Regions from separate parts of the Zea mays genome. Here region 1 is linked to region 2. Evidence: chromatin contacts called from public Hi-C data. All regions are on one chromosome and are shown on one strand. The core of a region is the stretch at or near the end of the contact, and the rest is flanking DNA. Distances in the headings are between cores, read along the strand shown.

Region 1 (3,077 bases), core at 164-2,663, 210 kb before region 2:
AAAAAGTGATATAGGGGAAAAAATTTAGAGGTAACCGCTGCGGACGGCCGGAAGCCGACGGGCAGACGGCAGACCCACCGGACGGCACCCCAGCAGTGCCTCTGAGCCTCTGTCGGAGGGAATCCACGCCTCGCGAAATCCCCTCAAAACCCGTGGGTGTCCAGACCTGCGAGTGAGTGGACCGGGGCCGGGGGGACGAGACGACGCCTGAACTGCGCGCGTCTGCGCCACCGCGATCCTCCATCATTGCTCTAGCCCGCACCTCACTGATCCGCTATCATAAAAACCTTGGTAGACCTGCCGCCGCCCATCGCCAGCGGTACCCAGGGGCCAGGGCTTGTTTCATTTGCTCCGAGCTCCGACGGTGGCGGACCACCGCAGAGCTCGAGCTCGGACTCCCAAACCGGAGCATCCAGCAGTGACCAGCAGCGATTCAAACGCTCTCCTGCGCCGGGCAGCCGTTTTCAAACAGTCCCGCCAAAATGTCCAGCGGCCAGCGCTGCCCTGCCGCGACCGCGAGGAATTCCACGTACAGGACAGGACTACTGTCTGCTGGGACCTCGGGGCTGGGCCACGCAGGGCAGGATTCAGGTCTCGCCGCTGGCCGTGGTCGCTGCCCGCGGACAACGGCGCAGGCGTCTCTTCGGCAGAGCGAGCGGATCGAGAGATTCTCTTCTCCTGCCCGTCCCTGGTTGGATCGGAGCAGTGCATTCTTGCAGTGGACACACCGTCCGGAACATGGTAACTGGAGCAGCTGCGGCCTGCGGGCAGAGTGAAGGATGGAAAATTCAAGTCTTGAAAGCATGGAGTAGGAATCGATCTAGACTAGAACATCATCCTGCTCACATGTCAGGATTCAAACGAGATGCACTGCTTTGATTCTTCGTTTTGGAGCTGTGAAACTTCCGGAGAAAAAAAGCGCAAAAAAAGAAAAGAAAGGAAGAACATGCAGTAGCGTTGAACTGACAGAAGCAGAAGCAGTGCGGGGAGAGAGAGATACAGTAATCCGTTCACTGTTTCTGAACGACCAGGACGTCACACGATTGGATTCTGGGAATGCCCAGACAGACTGGTGGACTGTTTCCTTGTCACATCCCGAGGAATTTACTCCAAAGCACGAGGTTCAGACAGAGTCTCAGGGCACGTAATTTCACGCCCTGGCTGGAATCCAATCCCAAACGAGCCGCTGTCTGCCACACAAAAGAACGCCCAGCGAACAAATCAGCTCGCTCGCGCGGTAAAGCTGATGCGCCTGGACCAACTGAGGCCCGCGGTAAATAAATGGGAGGTGGCCTGCGTCTGCGAAGCGTTCTTACTGCCAAGCTGGAATGGATGTACGACGAAGAAGATGACATGGCATGCTGGCAAGCACTCCTCCCTCCTACAGCTTAGCGTCAGCGATGCCTCCACGGCCTTCCAGTTCCGGCCCACCAGTCGGCCCATCAGCGTTGGTAGGAAAGCGATCCTCCAGGGCCCATCTAGCCCAAGGAATTTATTTCCTTGCACTTGGATGTGCAGTTCCGATGAGACAACCGACAACTCCGCTTAGCGTAGACGTTCTTGTGATGTTTTTTTTAACACTGATGTTCTTATGATGTTTGGTAACATAGTTAGTGTCGGCCGTGTAATATGGATTTGAGCATATTGTCCTTACGTCATCAAAATAAACATATCCTTAGCAAAGACCACACGCTAAGATACATGGGTAGTACCCGTAGCCAAACACCTGTGTCATAAAGGTCGATATCATAGGTTATAGTGCCTACCCAAGTAGCTAGTATAGTAGTTGTCAAACTAAGGATATATAACCTCGCCAGCGTTTGTATTTAATGTGATATTACGAGCAAGTTTCCGCCTTGACGCACACACAATAGGTAGGATAATACAAAGGATGATGCTTGTAGTAAAAGGTACAAGAGAGAAGAGACCATTAATACACCAAGACGAAAAAAAACAACATGATTACATTAGTGCATGCTTACCGCAAGAGATGTAAGACAATATGTGGGCAGTTGGCTCTATGACATAAGTGCGCGCAGGAGCCACAATAGGTATATATACGTGTAATACTCCTCCTTCTTTAGATTATAAATGAGGTGGTAGATAAGCATTCAATTTATGGTCACAACGTCAAAAACATTGAACTCCCAATCCCAAGTAGGATCCACCAAAACCTAGGAGACTTAGAAAGCAAACCGGTCAGGGTGGCATTAGAAAACCTATGATCAGCAAGAGAAAGTAGAGTATTACGTACATTGCGGCCTAAAGCTCTATAAAAATCCTCGTGTGATTAAGTTGGTAATGTCGTGACCTAGTAGGTATACTCTATAGTATCGGAGCTTAATTTCTTGACTAAGGTAGTAGAGGTTTCTATTCTTTCGTTTACAGGACTATAGTTTATGTCTCCCGACCCTTTAAGTTATTCACCTAATAAATAAAACTTGAATACTTATTTAACTGTTAAATAAGGAATATTGATCGCAACGGTGACTACGTTGATTGATATGACAAATATTAAGTAACGAGCATAGAAACATATTCTCCTAGATATTGTGCATGTAGCTGAGTACTCATATTTTTTTTCTACCGATATGTTTTCATGCATAACTAGTATCAAATTATATATTTTTATAAAACTGATAAATAATAATATATTTTTTTATTACAGTTTGACATAACTTTTTATAGATTTGGAGAAGAGCGCCGCTAAATGTTATAACCCGCTATTAAAAACATCGATCCTAGCTGAAATTCCACCCCTGTATAAAATCTGCGTGCAGATCTGCAAGCAAAAAGATGAACAATTAATATACCGAAACGAGATATACCTGTGATGCCGCATGCATCCGCATATGCGCAAGTCCTTCGAGCTAGCTATAGCTAGATAGGTCAAGATGATTATAAAACAATCGTTTAATGCGGAAAAGAAATAAATTAATATTTAAAGCGGAACGAACGTGCCATGATCTCGCGAGAGAATCCAAAAAGGGCCAAAGAGGCCATGTTCGATTATGCTCAATCCCACTAACATACATTCCCCTTGCAAACTTCCTTTTGGGACGGAATAATCGACCACA
Region 2 (3,136 bases), core at 208-2,707:
AGATATTCCCCATCCCTATTCCCTGAGAACTAGTTTAGGAGCAAGAAAACTAGAGAAGATTGAATGGATTATAAAAACCTTTTGTATTTAAAATTGAATAAAAATGTGAATTTAGTCTCTCTAATTTCCTCTGATTTAACACTAATAAAGAAATTCTCCATGAGTAATCAGGAAGGGTCTCTATTGCTATCTCTACCCTAGCCAGTCTAGCAGTCTAGAAACAAAAGAATGGACCGTCACCGATCCACGGCTGCGCAGCCTTCCACTTTGTGCCCCTGGTTCACGACACACCGCCGGCCGGCCACCGTCGTCCTCGAGTCCGTGCATGGAAATGGAGCCAAAAGGATTAGGAAAAGATGCGCCACATGCATGCCTTGTACAAGCTATCTTTTTTGGTTGGTCCAATACATTGGCTAATGTAGAGACCGGGCACTGTTTTCATTAGCTTAATGAAATAAACTCCCCTTTATCCAAAAACAATGCCTTGTACAAGCTTAAGCTTGTTGCTACATTGGTGTAGTATAGGGTCCACCGAAAAAAAAAATCAGCTACCAGCCTACCAAGATAGTGTTGAGATCCCCAACAGGGGTAGTGGCAGCAGTAGCAGAGGACGTGATTGGGTTATTGTATACCTCGGCAAACACAGCGTACAAATTTAGCCTCAGACATCTCAAACGGGAGATTGTTGGACGCGCGTAGCTAGTAAGACGGACTTTTTTACACTCTATATGGTATTTAATACATGTATATATTCAACCATTAGTGTACTCAAAAATACTCGCTCTGTCCTAAAATATAGTTAAACAGTCTATTCTTCCATATACTCTTGCAATTGTCGATAACTCCAGGTGTCAGCCATATGTTCCATCTTCATGCTCTCCGATCCCTTAGTCCAAACTTTGTTGTTTACCCTTCACTGTTTGTGTTTGTTTGCCCTTCACTGTTTGCTATTTATCGGCACAAACCTGCTTGATCCTCACCTTTATTATCGACCATTCCCGAGCTTCACACATATATACCATAAGTCAAGAGACATGTTACACATGTCACGAATCACTCTCAAGTTGGTCAACGTTAATTCAAAGTTGATCATGTTGAAAATCACTCATCTTTCACACTATGGACACATCTCAACCATGTATTCACAAAATCCTTTGGGTTTATAAGATTTTTCAAGTATTTTCAATACAGTTTAACAGTCAACATTCAAACTAAACAGTTTCTATACCACATTTTTCAATACAGTAAACAAACCCTGCCGTGACCGATGACCCCAGTACTAACGTGGAAGGAAAAATAACAAAAAAAAAAAGTTGCACGCCATACCGATATTCCACTATCTATACGTACGGTATGGGAGGGGTATTTCTTCCTCCAAACAGTGCGGCACGCACTGAGATGGCAGGACTGTAAATAAGCGGAAACCCTGCCCTTGTTCCAAATCCAAAGCGGCGAAGCTTCTCTCCTCCCGCTGCCCCCCTTCGGTCCTCCTCCGTCCGTCGCCGTCGTCAAACACGACGTTTAACGGGCGGCGCAGAGCGCTAATCCAGCCCAAACACGATATATAACGGTCCGCGCCTTCCGAAGACGCCAAGAACAGCCTCAGGTTACTCGCAGAAAAGATTTATTAGCTCGCCGCGGGGGTTGAACCGAGGCTCCTAGCTGATCGCGCGGGCACAAGGCGAGCGGACAAGAAAGCTTGCTTTGTGCTCACCGGCGGGCGGCGGCACGGACCCCCTGCGATGGAAGCCGTCGGCGTCACTCCTGCCCCCGTGGCGGCGCCGGAGAAGAAGAAGCTGCTTGACCTCAAGGACCCCTTCCCCGCCGCCGCCAACAGCGGCGCCAAGGCGTCCTCGGCGAGTAAGTGGGCGACGAAGAAGAAGCTGGTGGGCGGCGACGCCGGCTACGTGCTCGAGGACGTGCCGCACCTCACGGATTACATGCCCCAGCTCCCGGTGCGTTCGAGAGTCCCCCATCCTCTTGGTGTGTCACGTTGGGTTCCTGACGGTTAGTTCCCGGCGTGAACTGGAAAGTTCCTTCTTTTTTTTTTCGTTCTGTGTGATTCTGGTTTCTGCCCCCCACCCCCTTTTGGTCTATCTTAGGTTGAGACTTGAGAGCATGCGGATTCTAGTTTGGATTTGAGTTTTCACATACTGATCTGACAGTAAAAAGTGGCTGGTTCCTCCGATAGAGTTTGTATCAGAGGGAGAATCAGCATCCGAGAGAAAGGCAAACAGCAAAAAACATGATATGAACTTTTTTTTATGTTTCACTGATCACTGATGTCGTCGATCTGCAGACATACCCGAATCCTCTCCAAGACAACCCGGCGTATTCAGTCGTCAAGTATGAATTCTTCTTCTTCTTCTCGTCTCGTGCTTCCATCTCACTATTTCCATTCCAACTTGATCCTTATCCATCCAGACACGGATGTTCGTTCCAAAGCTGACCTTTCTCCCCGCCACGTGTTCTTCCTCCCAGGCAGTATTTCGTCAACCCAGACGACACCGTCACGCAGAAGGTGAGGCTTTCTTTCTCTGCGGCAAACAGTGAATTGGAGGCTCCATCGTGGCGGTCTTGCTCGGGTGCTGATCCTGTGGCATGACTTGACTATCTGCAGATTGTTGTTCATAAGACCAGTGCCAGGGGCACCCACTTCCGGCGTGCCGGGCCACGGCAGCGGGTGTACTTCCAGTCCGATGAGGTGAACGCCGCCATTGTCACCTGTGGAGGCCTCTGCCCGGGATTGAACACGGTCATCCGCGAGCTTGTTTGCGGCTTGTATGATATGTATGGCGTCTCCAGCGTCGTCGGCATAGAGGTGAGGACCGAGGAGTTTAATGGTGTTCGTCCTGTGAAAAAACATTGTTTACTAGTTAATTTGAACATGTTTTTTTTAAAACAAAGAATAATCCGAGATCACAACATTTGAACCATTTCTCAACTGCTTATTTAATTAATTGGATTGGTCAAGATTACAATTATTGATAGCAAAACAATGATAGACTTATCATGTTGCCACCTTGCCACATTATGTTGTCTAATGTTGTGAGGATGATACTTATAAAACATTTCGAGCCGGCCTTGTTTCATTTCTGGACTAATTATGTGTGTGTAATGTGTAGGGTGGATACAA

The links. A called contact is a pair of places that touch in the nucleus more often than the background predicts.
Region 1: a contact with region 2 is called in a Hi-C map of tassel, with 2.7 times the contacts expected there. The contact joins the enhancer-like site here to the promoter of LOC100192478 in region 2. A contact is called at or near these places in 5 of 25 Hi-C or Micro-C datasets (ear, leaf, tassel and 1 more).

What each region holds. Positions count from the first base shown.
Region 1 is chr8:21,516,922-21,519,998 of Zm-B73-REFERENCE-NAM-5.0, reverse strand. No RefSeq gene overlaps it. Among protein-coding and RNA genes, the nearest start is that of LOC103634918, 42 kb to the left of the region's middle. Within about 2 kb of position 1,413, at least 20 of the 20 cell types and tissues checked have an H3K27ac peak or open chromatin away from gene starts, as enhancers often do. A contact at or near this core is called in ear, leaf and tassel, where this site is marked.
Region 2 is chr8:21,309,871-21,313,006 of Zm-B73-REFERENCE-NAM-5.0, reverse strand. LOC100192478 reads left to right here and starts at 1,457. Exons shown (of 11, transcript NM_001347871.1): 1 at 1,457-1,955; 2 at 2,300-2,346; 3 at 2,482-2,521; 4 at 2,621-2,821; 5 at 3,126-3,136. The coding sequence starts at 1,743.